Regions from separate parts of the Mus musculus genome. Here all the other regions are linked to region 1. A link is a contact called in public Hi-C, HiChIP or PLAC-seq, Micro-C and promoter capture Hi-C data. All regions are on one chromosome and are shown on one strand. The core of a region is the stretch at or near the end of the contact, and the rest is flanking DNA. Distances in the headings are between cores, read along the strand shown. Region 1 holds the start of Npepl1 (aminopeptidase-like 1). Region 2 has its middle 30 kb from the start of Ankrd60. Region 3 overlaps Rab22a (RAB22A, member RAS oncogene family). Region 4 overlaps Vapb (vesicle-associated membrane protein, associated protein B and C). Region 5 has its middle 53 kb from the start of Vapb.

Region 1 (2,533 bases), core at 22-2,521:
CAGACCATCTGTAGTGAGAGAGAAGCAAGGTGGGGCTGAAGCCACAAAGGGACACCACCAGGACTCTCCCAATAGCAGCTCTACAAACCCAGACGGCTGTGCCCCCCCAGTAACCTGAGGCTGCGTGAGAAAAATGTCTGCCACCAGATGTTGTCCACTCTTTCCCAGACAGATGAGCAGGGCACAGACATAAGCCCAGGCCTCAATAAATCTAGGCTGGCATCTCTGATTTGTCACGCAAACCGATCCGGTGTAAATCACTCGGTGGTTGAAGGGTTAGAATGGGAGATCACACGGGCCAGCCTGCTGTGCTTGAGGTGGGCCACGGGCTGGGGTACACTCACCGGCCCAGCACTCACCAGGATACACCGGTGGGTTCCAGGAGGCAGGCAGGTTCTCACGAGCCTGGTGATGAAGTGGGCTGCGGACGGGCTGTTATGCCGGCTCACCCTAGAAGGCAGAGCTGCCACTGTGGCGCAGTTCAGGTAGAGAGGACAGCTGTCTGTGGGGTTGGGGTTGAGCGTGGCCAGAGCTGCCTGCCAGAGCTGGATTAGAAAGGAGATATGAGACGGACCGGGCTTCAACACGTGTGCTGTGTGGCTAGATGCGCCCTGCGGGCCACGCCTGCTTGTCTAAGGCACCCTAGCCGCTGCCACCAGGCATGTGTGGCTCTCTGGTACCCTACCACCCTCGTGGGACTGCGCCTCGCGCTGGCAAGGCCTGTCTGGGGACCCTCTGCTTCAAACACTTGGAGGCCCGGCTCCTGGGCCCTGGCTAGTGGCCATGGAAGCGGGTCTCGAGGCCAGAGGCCACGCGGAAAGCCGCCACTGGGCCTTCTGCAGGGCCCGGCCCAGAGGCGCGGAAGCAGGTGGCTCGGCCCGGGCAGGCCGGCGACACAGGCCGGGCCTCGCTGCAGCCAGGGCCTTGGGGACAGACGGCTAGGCCTGTCGCGGGCCTGCGCCCTGGGCCCGGCGGGGCGCGCGGGCGAGGCGGGGCCCGTGGCCCAGGGCCTGGGCTTGGCAGGCGCATGGCGGCCGCGGCCCGCTCACCTCCTCGGTGACCCGGGGCTGCAGCTTCCCGCGGACGTGGCTCCAGGGCACGCGGTGCAGGTGTTGCAGCTGGCCCAACAGCAGCAGGGGCCGGCTCTGGGGGTCCGCGTCCCCGGCGCTGGCCTGGAACTGCAGCCCCACGCTCGCCATCTTCCCCCCCACGACCCCGGCCGGGCCGCCCAGCACCCTGCGCCCTGCTCCGGCCCGGCTCGGCGCCGCCCCGGCCCGCCCGGCCTCGGCGCCCCGCCTTCCCCGCCGCCTCCGGGCCGCGCCGCCCTGCAGGGCCCACCCGGGGCGCGAGGGGGCGCCGGCGGAGGCGGGGCGCGGGCCGTACTGCGCCTTCCGGGCCTCCGTTGGGGGGCAAGTGGCGCGCGAGCCCCTGGAAGCGCTCCAGCTCTGGCTACTGCCCTGGCCCGGCTGGCAGTAGGTTCCTGGACTCGAGGAAGCCTCACTTGCCAGGGACAGCCGTGGCTACTGCAGTGGCCTGACAATTAGGCACTCGGATCCCCCCTTTATTCCGCGTAGGCCGCCTCCTCGGCCTAACGCTCGCCAGAAAGGTCACCATTCAGCAGTGGGCGCAAGCTGCCTCTGCACTTTGTCACCTGTGTTGGAGAGGAAAAGACAGCAGTGTTGGGAGCTTATAGGAAGTCATTTGAAAGGAGTCAGCTGCTACCCTACACTGCCCAGGTTTTGACAACTCCAGGCCTGGGGCTAGAGCTCAGTGACCTCCAGTCTTCTTCCTTTTTTTTTTTTCAAGACAGGGTTTCTCTGTGTAGCCCTGGCTGTCCTGGAACTCACTCTGTAGACCAGGCTGGCCTCAAACTTAGAAATTCTCCTGCCTCTGCCTCCCAAGTGGGATTAAAGGGGTGCGCCACCACGCCCGGCTGTGACCTCCAGTCTTATATGTCACTTTTAATCTACATTTCTTCTCTGTTATCAGCCTTTAAAACTAGCAAAACAAGATGGCTGAGCGAGAAAAGACACTTATTGCAGCGCCTGAGGACCAGAGTTCTAGTCCCGTATCTGGAAGGTGCAAACCAGTATCCAAAATGTGTCCATTGACTAAGAGGTTGACTAAGAGGTACCCACTCACACCGACTTAAACACACACACACACACACACACACAGAGAGAGAGAGAGAGAGAGAGAGAGAGAGAGAGAGAGAGAGAGAGAGAGAGAATGAATTAAATAAAACATTAAAAAAAAAAAAAAAACCCTACCAAAGCCAGTTTCATCACATAGCTCTCCATTCCACTGACCCTGCAGGCACCACCCACCTTATGTCCCCACCTACAAGCCATCTATGGTATGGATTTCTTCAGCTTTGGAGGTTCCATCAAACAGCCCAGAGCAGGCCAGCCCTGAAGACGGCAGTAGCTGAATGAGCAGAGGGGATTCCTTTGAAACTCTGGCTTTCCTGACGCAGAAGTCAACACTAATTGGATCTTATTTTCTCGAAAAAGAGTTTTTACAGCAACTGCAT
Region 2 (2,533 bases), core at 17-2,516, 500 kb after region 1:
TTCCCGGATCTGCCACATGGCCCCAGGGAGAACATAGTTGAGAAGCAGCGACCTCCAGGGGCTGCCACTGGGGCAGGCTGGGGGTGCAGAATACAAGGGGACAGGAGAGGTCAGAGTCCTGCAGACTGGCCCTGCTTGCTACCCTTCCCGATGGCTTTCCTGTCTCCTCTGGCTTGGCTGTTGGCAGACCAGGCAGTCCTAGTGTCGAGTAGCCTTTGTGGCCACAGCCTTGGGCCTTGCCCTCTTGTGCCCTGCTATGGAGTGACCATCCGTGACAAGGTCTGTTCACTTCTGGGACCCGTTACAATTTTCTTGCCTTCCTCTCCTGACAGTGAACTGTTCTCTATAAAAATGGGAATTTTAGGTGCTTTCGTCTCTAGCTGCCACTGGTGCCTTTGCACCTGATGCTGATCCATAGTGGCCTTGGGTGCGAAGCATCGCGTGTCTGCAGTACGCGCCGCTGTGGTGAGGCCCAGGCTTGTACAGCAGCAGAAGCTGTCTCTCACTCTGACACCTGGCCCAGTGGGCCAGACGTGTGTCCATTCACCAAGCCCCAAGAGAATAAATGTCCTGTCACCCGCTGCCTGTGCTGATGGTGCGCTGAGGACAGCGGGCACCTCAGACATGGTACAACCCTCCATTGTCACCCTCTGCAAGTCACATGACAATTATGAAAAATACACAAAAATGTACATACGGGAGGAATGGTTGCACCAAGAGGCTGGGGCTCCCTCAGGCAAGAGGGGGGGGTGGTTAAAGGGCAGACCCAGAGGAATATGGAGAGTGCGGTGGGAGGCCTGCCTCCATCCTGAGAAGGCATCTACCCCATCTCCTGTTTCACCTTCCACCATTTTCCCTCCAGGTCAGAAAACCCAGCCAGGAAGCGCTACTGGCCCTTCTGGAGCAAGGTCTCATTTCCCAGTGTGACATTGAAGGCTAAGTATGTCCTGCTCTGCTGGAGCGGTCTGCTCCCAGCCGTGATGATGAATGCAGGAAGGAGGCCATGAGCGTAAGTCTTCCTTGGGAGTGGCTTGCACAGCTGGTGGCTAATTCAGGACTTGAATTCTCACAGGAGTTGAACTTCAGGCATGCACCATTCTCTGAGTTAGATGGTCAGAGTTTATTCAGGAAAGTTTCATGGGTAACCTTGATCCTGTCTTTAGACATGCTCATTCTTGGAGTACCAGGGCTGGAGGAGTCTCAGCCAAGTGAGTGCCAGTCACCAGCCACTTACACTGTTGACACTGCTGCTGGGCGGGATGCCCAGTCTTACAGTAAAGCTCAGTCTAGAGGCGTGGGGCCCACGATGGTGTATGAGGTAATGTGTTACACAGTACTTAGTAAAAAAAAACCCTTTGCTATATCTAATGTGTTATATAAACATGTTAGACCAGGAGGGGTGTGAGCAGTAAGCAGTCCCTGATGGGTGGGGTGGCAGCACACTTGGAGGGGCAGAGGTGTGTGCTCAGGGGCCCTGCCAGCTTGGTTTTCCATGTAGCATCCAGTGGTAGCAGGCTGCATACCACTATTAAGGGACTGTATAGGCAGCCAGGGCTTCCTCCTTCCTCCTTCTTCCTTGGTAGGTGGTGAGCGTGCTGGCTTCTGCTGTACTTACCCAGTGCCCCAGCCCGGCCTTGCTTGTTCTCTGTGTTCAGGGACCATCATGAGCCATCTCATTTCCTTTGGCAGCTGCCCCTTCACTGCCCTGTACAGATGAGGCTTGTGTGCTTGACCCCTTCCTCGAATTATGGCTCAGAGCTGCAGGATTGGTCCAGCCTTTTAGGAAATAATTTTGCATAAATGGTTTTAAAATCCTAGGCCTGGGTGATGAGCACAGGGTGAGCAGAGAGCTGGTCTCTTGTTCAGAGAGGAATGACGTGAGAGGAAGGAATTATCTCCTTCCCCAAAGTGCAAAAGCATTATACGCCATGTAGCTAAAAAATTATATTGCAGTGTCAGAACATTTGGCAATTATTCTTCATTTATATAAAAGTGTTTTTTCAACTATGCGTTAAAGGTCTAGATTTTTAAACTAATTTAATTTTTTGCATATTCCATATGTTTATAAGATGAATCAGTCTGAGGAATAATTGATTATTAAAATTCAAATTCTCCAGGGTTCTTTTATAAATTTCAAGTTTCTCTAAAAGAAATTTAATTTACTTTGCAAAATGAACCTGGATAATAGCATTTAGTCGGGGTGTTTGGCAGTTGAGCAGTGAACTTTGCCAAGTAGATCTCCGTTTTCATTTAGAACTCTGTCCAACGGGTTTCCAAGGTCACAGCTGGCACTCAAACACCTTATCCCTAAAGACTGGCAGTGCCGAGGGCACCAGAGCCGAAAGCATTGCTGCAGGATTCACTTTATTTTGTCTCCAAATACTCCATTCTTATCAGCAATGTCTGTCCCAGCCCTCAGCCATTTGGAATATAAAGCAAGCCTCCCGTGGAGTAGACAGTCCGATCCCACAGCGAGGGCATTTGCAGAAGAAACTGCTTTCTGGCTTGTGACTCTGAAGCCCTACTATGCACC
Region 3 (2,533 bases), core at 19-2,518, 420 kb after region 1:
ACTTGCTGTCTGTTATTAGGGGCGGGCCCTATACATTTTTCAGGACCTTGAGTAAAACTACTTAAGGAACCCCAAGGCCACAGAACAAGCCTGACACTCTCAATCTTGAGATGGAGGCCTGGAGCTATCCTCTGTGGAGTTCTTTGTTTTCAGACTCTGGTTCAAAGAACCTAGAAATAAATGGCCTTCTAGGGTAAACAGCCAAGGTGTGTGTGTGTGTGTGTGTGTTTCTTAAAGATGGGTTTCCCTTTGTAGCCCAGGCTAGTCTTGAATTCATGATCCTGCTTCAGCCTCTGAGTCAGCACGCCAAGCTTGAGTTGTACTCTTGAACTATACCCTAATCATGTGACCTAGACAATAATTCAATGGCTAGCTGTTCTCCCGCATTAATCCTGAGCCTTAATTACAGGCAATCTCCAGGAGAGCACATTAGAAGGACCGCTGGAAGACTACTGAGCTCCTCGAGTATCAGAATTCATGACCCAGCAGGCAGCCTCCCAAACCCCAGCTAAGGGTGGCGAGTAAGTGGAGAAGCAAATCCTGGCTATACACTACGGGTAGGCGCTGTCTGCCCCATGGAGCCCAGTCAAAGTTTTGTGGTAGAGGTTCTCCATAAAGCTCAAGTATTAGGAACTTTTGGTGAGTTACTCTGAATAAATCCACAACTAAACAGCAACAGGGCTCCTGACTTTAGAAAGACCACATGGCTTTGGAGAGGGTGAGGAGAGAAGGCACGTCTGTCTACATGGTGCTAATATTCAGAAATCGTTCAGTTGCAACAAGTCCCAGAAGCTTGCCACCCAGCTCTAAGCAGCGACACTGTGGTGTTATGTGACAGCAGGAACCAAGAGCCAGCATGTGGGAGACACGTATGGTGACTGCTGGACGGCCAGGCCAGGCCAGGCCGCATTCCTGCTAGACTGAAAGCTAAGGAAGATGCAGGGATCAAGAGCTGCTTCCTCACCCTCTGCACTCCTGCAAGTCCTCCCTGCCTTCCACCAGTTCCTTTAACGCAAACAGACCTCCTTGAGTCAGCACTGAGGTCTTCAACATTCAAGAAGAATGAGCCCCAGCGTCCCACACAGCCCCCACTGCACCTCTTCCCAGGTTCTTCCTCTGTAGCAGGGCACTGTCTGCAGCTGTCTTTTTGCTGTCCTGGAACTTAGTCAACATTTACTGTGGCTGCCCACAGGGTACCTGGAACTGCCATCGCCCCAGCATACAGAACAAAGTGCCACTCAAGCACTAGGGAAAGAGCGCAGGTCAGGGAAGGCTCTGCTCTAGCTTGGCCACAATGTGGAAGGAAGTGGTGCAGGAGGGCAGCGCTGCCTGCTGAGGGTTCTACTTGCCTCTGCTTAGTTAGCAGCCTCAACCCTTGTGCTAGCCACAGGCTTCAAGCAAAATCTGGGATAGCTGCAGACACTCACTGTGCTCCTCCCATTGAGGGCCTTTGCACTTCACTGCAGATGTCATAGGACCTTAATTGGGTGATTTGGTGCTCATTCATGTGTTGGCCCTCCAAGTCCCAGGCTGCCACTCTCTCACCTCTCCTCCTCTGAGCCCTTAAGATGTCTCTTTATAGTACCAAGCATCCCTGCTGATTGTAAGAGAGTGAAATCCTGACTTATCTCAAATCACTTTATATAGAGAGATTATTTATATATTTATATTTGAAAGTTTTTATATATAGATTTGTATATAGATATATAGATCACTGTGACATATAGATTGGGTGTCTCTCTATAGTAGTAACATCTAGACTAGTATCAGACTTGGGATTGATGCGGCCTGCTGCTTCTCGATGGCCCCTGCTGGGTTCTGGGTTAGTTACCAGGACGGAGCCTGCCTACTGGACTCAAACAACAATTTCTTGCCAAAGACACAGTGCAGTGTGTTGAGGATAAGACTCGCCATAACTTATCTAACTGACAATGGGGATACTTTACCACACTGGTCCTAACTTTCAGGCTGTCAGTCACAGGCTCAAAGCCTGCCTTTCACACCCTGTGACCTGTCTTTTATTAACTTGCATCAAATTTTGTGATAAGAGTTGTCTGGGTCTTCGTTTCATATTTGGTGTACACTCAAACCTCAGGCCCTGCAATAAATCCTTAAATCAAGCGCTAATCTTTGGGTGACTTTACTCCAATTTCCAGACATCACTGACTCCACTCTAGGGCCACTCTTCTAATGCTGAAGTTAAATGATGCAGAGGGTAGGATAACTGCAGTGTCTTGCATTTTGAAGAACAGGCGCTGGCTCCCTGCCATTCAAAGGATACATTTCTATTTCCCAGCCTGCCATTTACTCGTTTGAGAAGCTTATTTTTCACTACTAAACTGTCTCTTTTCAGTCTCCTCGGAAGATCTTATTACCTCTGTAATCTAAAGGCCCTACAACATTATTTCTTAAAGCTACAACACCTTTCATATGCTTCTCCATTTTTTCATGACATTCTAAAAATATGACTTCCACACACATCAAGTAGTCATCATCTTTGGTCAGAGCACCTGTTCCCAATGAAAATACTTGC
Region 4 (2,533 bases), core at 18-2,517, 340 kb after region 1:
ATTAGGGACACTGTTAAACATGTACTTACATGAGGAAGGAGGGATAAAAATGAAGGCAATTAAAGAACAAAGAAGCAGGGCCTGTTCAGAGACAGAGCAGATGCTTAGTGTGAACAAGACCCAAGCTCCGTCCTCAGTAAAGAGGGAAGAACAAAGCTGACCAGAGCTACTTCCGCTCCGCAGAGGAAAGCAACAGCGGGCAGTATCACTGGGGGGGAGGGGAGGGGCATTTAATGTTAGGCAAACCCTTCCGGGCATGAGGGCTGGAGACAGGCCAGAAGCATCCACTCAGGATAGAGCACGCCGCTGTGGTGCAGGAGAGGGAGGAGAAGGTCCACAAGAGCAGAGAATTGAAGCAAGTTCAGTTCATCGAGTCAGAAAAGAACAGCCATGTAAAATGTTAAAGCTATTCATCAAAGTTGGGAAAGTGGTACAGGGGCCTGAGTGTACACCTCCCTAACAGCACCCGCCATGGCTGCCCTAGCGGGCTGGAGAGAAGAAGAAGTGTTCGTACTTACTACTGCCTCCATATCAGAAGTGTCAGGCGGAGCAAACATAGACTGAACCATAAACTTGTGTTTACTTTTCTCATTGGGATCATAATCGAAAGGCTGTAACATCACTGAGAAAGAAAATATTTCATTAGGAGGGTCACAATGTGGTTATCGGAGTCGTTTGTCACGCTAGGTCTTACACTGTGGAGGAAAACAGCTCCCCAGCTCTCCCATCTGGACCCTGAGGAAGGCCGTGGCCAGCAGAGATGTACAACTTCCCCAACCCCCATCTTTCAGGTCAGCAGTTAAGGCCAGAAAAACTGGGGCCTGTCCCAGCCTCACAGCAGGTGCCAGCTGAGCTGTAGGTGGGTCTGGAACTTGGGTGCCTGATTTCTGATACAAAGATTGTGCGCTCACACAGAGCCACCCTCACCTATCTCACAGCTCTCGCTGAAGACATAAAATGGGAGAAACACCAAAGTCCTATTTTTCTCAAGGAAACATTGCCAAATGATCTTTTCGAGAAAGAAAACAGAATAACTCAAATCATTTCAGGATGGTTTTCACTTCTCTCCACCCCATTTCCCACGCAGCTCATCAAGGTAAGGCTTGAAATATGATTTTGCCAATAGAATTCTGGAGACGGCATAAAAGCTGGATTTGCCACAGCAGGAAAAGCAATTCCAACTCCTGCCCTACCCCCACCCAGAACCCAGAGGGAGCTCACCCAAGGCACCCCGCTGTACTGAGGGAGTCTTGTATTCTGATTCACTTCCTCGGACCTGTTTCCCCATGACTCAGCCAGGCCCAGTTATAGGAGGGCTGCTATACTCTCTCTGCTGCACAGCTTTAATAAGCTTTGCCCCTAGTGGCCTTCCCTGAAACCTAAGTTCACAATCAGGGGGCACCTCAGAGTCAGTGTGGGCCTTGCATCTCCAACCAGAACCTAGGCTCCTGCTCTTCAGACTGCCATTACCCCACTCCATCCGAAGAAGCAGGCGCTGCTGTGGGAGGAGGGCATTATTCTGCTGTCTATTTTTCTGATTAAAACAACAACAACAGCAAAATAAAAAACAGAAAAACCTGAAATAGAACCCAGTTTCCTTAGTCCACAAATGCATGCACACGCGCGCACACACACAGGCACGCACACACGCACACACACACACAGGCACGCACACACGCACACACAGGCACGCACACACGCACACACACACACACAGGCACGCACACACGCACGCACACACACAGGCACGCACACACGCACACACACACACAGGCACGCACACACGCACACACACACACACAGGCACGCACACACGCACACACACACACACAGGCACGCACACACGCACGCACACACACAGGCACGCACACACGCACACACACACACACACACACAGGCACGCGCGCACACACACACACACACACACACAGGCACGCACACACGCGCACGCGCGCGCACACACACACACACAGGCACGCACACACGTACGCGTGCGCACACACACACACACACACACACGCACACACACACATAGGCACGCACACACACACAGAGGCACGCACACACACACACACACACACAGGCACGCGCGCGCACACACACACACACACACACACACAGGCACGCATGCACACACACACAGGCACGCACACACACACACACACACACACACAGGCACGCGCGCACACACACACACACACACACACACAGGCACGCACACACGCACACACACACAGGCACGCACACACGCACACACACACACACACAGGCACACGCACGCACGCACACACACACAGGCACGCACACACGCACACACACACACACACACACACAGGCACACGCACGCACGCACACACACACACACACACACACACACACACAAACCCAAAGGTCTGCCCCACAGCTCCTGCTACTGTGTATCAAAGGATATCAGGCCTGCCTTCTGCAGTCTGTCCCATGAGAAGTTTCTCCTTCCTAGATAGGAGGAGATAAAAGGCTAGGAGGGGTTCCTGCCTGGCTGAGTCCAGGCTTA
Region 5 (2,533 bases), core at 14-2,513, 320 kb after region 1:
CGAAGCTCTGGCTGTCTGCAGCAGCGTCCAGCCAAGGCTCCCTACACCCCAGATGTGTCTGCCTCTCTGTTTCTTGATTGCAGAAGGGGGCTGGCTGGGGATCTCTGCCACATGTCCTCCCTCGGCACTTTCATTCAAGTCTCAGACTGAATACTATCTCCTCAAGAAGACTAGCATTAGTGCCTCCCCCCAAAACATCACCCCCCCCCCTCTCTTCCACCCACCATGGCCACATGTTGATCAGTGTTAGAAGGGCTTTTAATTCATTCATGTCTATCTTCTAGACAATGTAACCCCATCTCAGCATCTTCCCGGTGGGCTCAGAAATGCCTGGGGCCGGGTGGAAAGGGCCTGAGAACATAGGTGACTCTTGAGGATACAGGGACTGGTGAAAGCCAAAGGCCACTTGTGGCCTCCCTGGTGGGAAAGACTGAAGCAGTTTCTCTGTAGCTTCCATATGGAGACATGTGGGCACAGAGAGGGGCTTGGCACAGGGCTTCACAGTAAGCAGAGGCTTGGGTCAGCTAGATCCCGGCTGGGGACAGAGGTCAGGGCGTTCTAGGAGGAATGTGGGGGCTTCTTGCTGTAACAGGGAAGGTCATTTGGAATGGCTCAGCAGGTCCTGTGCTACCTGGTTACATACGCTAAATCAGAGGGTGCTTCCGGGCTGGGCTTCGTTCGCTATGCCCACTATGGAGAGAGCTGACAGAAGAAAGCCTCTTTTAGTGAGGAGAGAAGTGGTGGGCAGAGGCCAGGGCCTCGAAACCCCCAGGCCTTGCCACCCTGGCAGAGAGAGAGACCCAGAAGCATTCTCCTTGGCAGAAGGGAAGAGCCTAGTCTCGGCTGTGAAAAAACAAAACAAAATTAATGTTCTCCACTGTGTGTGCAGTCACGTTGACAGGGAGGCAAAGCCCGTGCGGTTGATAATTTCACAGTGCAAGTCCCAGGAGAGCAAAAGAGCTTTTTTTCTTTTTAATAAAAAGTTTAGATTGTACACAGCTCTCGGAGGCCCGTTAGCTACCAGACTCTGCCTAGCAGAGGCCGTTGTTTCTTTGCTTTTCTCTAAGCGAATGTGTTTAATCTCCCAGCGGTACCACCGAGCAAAGAAGCAGTGTGTGTGTGTGTGTGTGTGTGTGTGTGTGTGTGTGTGTGTGTGTGTGTGTGTGTGTGTGCTGCTGACGCTCGCTCGGCCTCTCCGTGTGTCCTCTCCTGGGAGCCAGGGTGACTCAGGCTCTGGCTGGAGCCTCTGACGCAGGTGGAATTGCATTAGGGCCCTGGCAGGGGCTGGTGCAGGGCCATTAGTCACTGATGAGGGCTGGGGGCAGGGGTTGTTCCCACTTACAGAGGTGGGCTTCGGGTGGCAGCCGTCCACCTCCCGTCTGCTCAGAGCTAGTCACCTGAAGAGATGGAAGACCCACTTCCACAAAGGGCAGAAATCATCCGTCCACACTGGAGGACTCTCCTATAGTCCAGGCAGCCCCCTCCTCCATGCCAGCCATTCTGTGGTCATCTCTGTTTTCTCACAGAGCTCAGCCCACTCCTTCCGGCTCCTTCAGCCCCTGCTCAGCTGGGTTGTCGCCCCCTACATCTCCATCACACATTTATCAACAACATCCTGTTTATTCACTTGGATCTCCAGAACAGCAGACCTCCTGTCAGGGCCCCTGCTGGGCCTCCCGCTTGCAGTGTCACCTGGCCCTGCAGGCGGGAGCTTACCAAACACTGGCTGAATGGGTAAATGCCGCCCGCATCCTGTCTGGAGGCTCAGGATGGGCTATTAAGTATCTACAAGGCACACACTGGCTTTAAGCACTCTCCATACTGCTTTTTCAGAAAGAATGGACGGAGCCAAACGCAGACATAAGACCTGGAGGACACTTGGCTCTCTTGGGGTAGTTGGTTTTAGAGCATCGAGGGTAACTCCTGTCTCAGATCAGGAGGCCACGGGACCTGACACTGTCCCAGGCACCCCAAGGGACCGAGAGGTCCTGAACCCCTTGAAAGAGCCATAGGTCGGTCAAGCCTCCTGCCCTGGCCCTGAAGGCCTGCCCCACAGCAGGTGACTGGCAGAGGGCTCTAGGCCATCCAGCCCCCAATTAGAAAACCAACAACACTGTGCAGACTTGTTGAGGGGGGCCTCCTCCCAGTGTGTTGCCCTTCCTAGGGGGCATTTAATAATTGATATCTTAGTCCTGGGGTACCTTTTAAATCTCTTAGACTAAGGGGAGAAGTAACAAGCAAAGGAGGTCTTGTTTGTTAAAAGAAATGCAAGACACCTCAGGAGGGAGTCCGGCTTTCAGACTCTGAGCTGAAGAGGGTCAGGGCTCTGTTCCTCTCCCTCCACTTCCTTCAGAAGTTCTAGGCTAAGTAGAAAGGGAGAAGAGAATGTGGCCAGCAAGATGGGAGTGAGACTGAGGCTGGGATGGATAGGTAGTAGCTCCTCCCTGACAGTAGGCCTTGGAGAGCTGAATTCGTAGGTGGTCAGGATAAGGCTCAGAAGCAAGCTCATGTGTCACAGGTCTGGGCTTAGAGA

The links. Promoter capture Hi-C pulls out the DNA fragments that hold promoters and counts their contacts. Hi-C and Micro-C count contacts between places; a contact is called where the count stands out from the background. HiChIP or PLAC-seq counts read pairs in DNA pulled down with a chosen protein or histone mark.
Region 2: a contact with region 1 is called in an HNF4G HiChIP or PLAC-seq map of pancreatic cancer cells. The contact joins the enhancer-like site here to the promoter of Npepl1 in region 1. A contact is called at or near these places in 11 of 39 promoter capture datasets (3T3-L1-derived adipocytes, the C10 cell line, HPC-7-derived erythroid cells and 7 more), 12 of 484 Hi-C or Micro-C datasets (CD8 T cells, bone marrow-derived macrophages, cranial neural crest and 9 more), 13 of 115 datasets of contacts at active chromatin or transcription factors (craniofacial prominence, differentiating embryonic stem cells, embryonic basal ganglia and 10 more) and 2 of 9 other capture datasets (embryonic stem cells and embryonic tail).
Region 3: a promoter capture Hi-C map of the HPC-7 cell line shows a contact between it and region 1, with 3 times the contacts expected there. The contact joins the enhancer-like site here to the promoter of Npepl1 in region 1. A contact is called at or near these places in 8 of 39 promoter capture datasets (the 3T3-L1 cell line, the HPC-7 cell line, cranial neural crest and 4 more), 6 of 115 datasets of contacts at active chromatin or transcription factors (craniofacial prominence, embryonic hindbrain, large pre-B cells and 3 more) and 1 of 9 other capture datasets (adipose tissue).
Region 4: a contact with region 1 is called in a Micro-C map of granulosa cells, with 1.8 times the contacts expected there. The contact joins the enhancer-like site here to the promoter of Npepl1 in region 1. A contact is called at or near these places in 6 of 39 promoter capture datasets (the 3T3-L1 cell line, hippocampal neurons, liver and 1 more), 6 of 484 Hi-C or Micro-C datasets (B cells, the G1E-ER4 cell line, bone marrow-derived macrophages and 2 more), 8 of 115 datasets of contacts at active chromatin or transcription factors (bone marrow-derived macrophages, craniofacial prominence, differentiating embryonic stem cells and 5 more) and 3 of 9 other capture datasets (embryonic stem cells, liver and pancreatic islet).
Region 5: a Hi-C map of uterus shows a contact between it and region 1, with 2.9 times the contacts expected there. The contact joins the enhancer-like site here to the promoter of Npepl1 in region 1. A contact is called at or near these places in 11 of 39 promoter capture datasets (the 3T3-L1 cell line, cranial neural crest, embryonic stem cells and 7 more), 11 of 484 Hi-C or Micro-C datasets (B cells, the G1E-ER4 cell line, the N1E-115 cell line and 6 more) and 5 of 115 datasets of contacts at active chromatin or transcription factors (bone marrow-derived macrophages, craniofacial prominence, embryonic hindbrain and 2 more).

The regions. Positions count from the first base shown.
Region 1 is chr2:174,109,089-174,111,621 of GRCm38.p6, reverse strand. Npepl1 (aminopeptidase-like 1) reads right to left here and starts at 1,271. Exons shown (of 12, transcript NM_213733.2): 1 at 1,050-1,271; 2 at 360-545; 3 at 1-8. The coding sequence starts at 1,199.
Region 2 is chr2:173,607,209-173,609,741 of GRCm38.p6, reverse strand. It overlaps the pseudogene Ppp4r1l-ps. Among named protein-coding and RNA genes, the nearest start is that of Ankrd60, 30 kb to the right of the region's middle. Within about 2 kb of position 1,266, at least 40 of the 459 cell types and tissues checked have an H3K27ac peak or open chromatin away from gene starts, as enhancers often do. A contact at or near this core is called in neural stem cells and pancreatic cancer cells, where this site is marked.
Region 3 is chr2:173,684,921-173,687,453 of GRCm38.p6, reverse strand. The region is part of intron 2 of Rab22a (RAB22A, member RAS oncogene family); the gene reads right to left. Among named protein-coding and RNA genes, the nearest start is that of Mir6340, 15 kb to the left of the region's middle. Within about 2 kb of position 1,268, at least 23 of the 459 cell types and tissues checked have an H3K27ac peak or open chromatin away from gene starts, as enhancers often do. A contact at or near this core is called in the HPC-7 cell line and memory CD8 T cells, where this site is marked.
Region 4 is chr2:173,769,610-173,772,142 of GRCm38.p6, reverse strand. Vapb (vesicle-associated membrane protein, associated protein B and C) reads right to left here. Exons shown (of 6, transcript NM_019806.5): 3 at 519-622. Among named protein-coding and RNA genes, the nearest start is that of Vapb, 33 kb to the right of the region's middle. Within about 2 kb of position 1,267, at least 80 of the 459 cell types and tissues checked have an H3K27ac peak or open chromatin away from gene starts, as enhancers often do. A contact at or near this core is called in bone marrow-derived macrophages, differentiating embryonic stem cells, embryonic stem cells and 2 more, where this site is marked.
Region 5 is chr2:173,789,156-173,791,688 of GRCm38.p6, reverse strand. It overlaps the pseudogene Gm14371. Among named protein-coding and RNA genes, the nearest start is that of Vapb, 53 kb to the right of the region's middle. Within about 2 kb of position 1,263, at least 109 of the 459 cell types and tissues checked have an H3K27ac peak or open chromatin away from gene starts, as enhancers often do. A contact at or near this core is called in the N1E-115 cell line, muscle stem cells, nephron progenitors and 2 more, where this site is marked.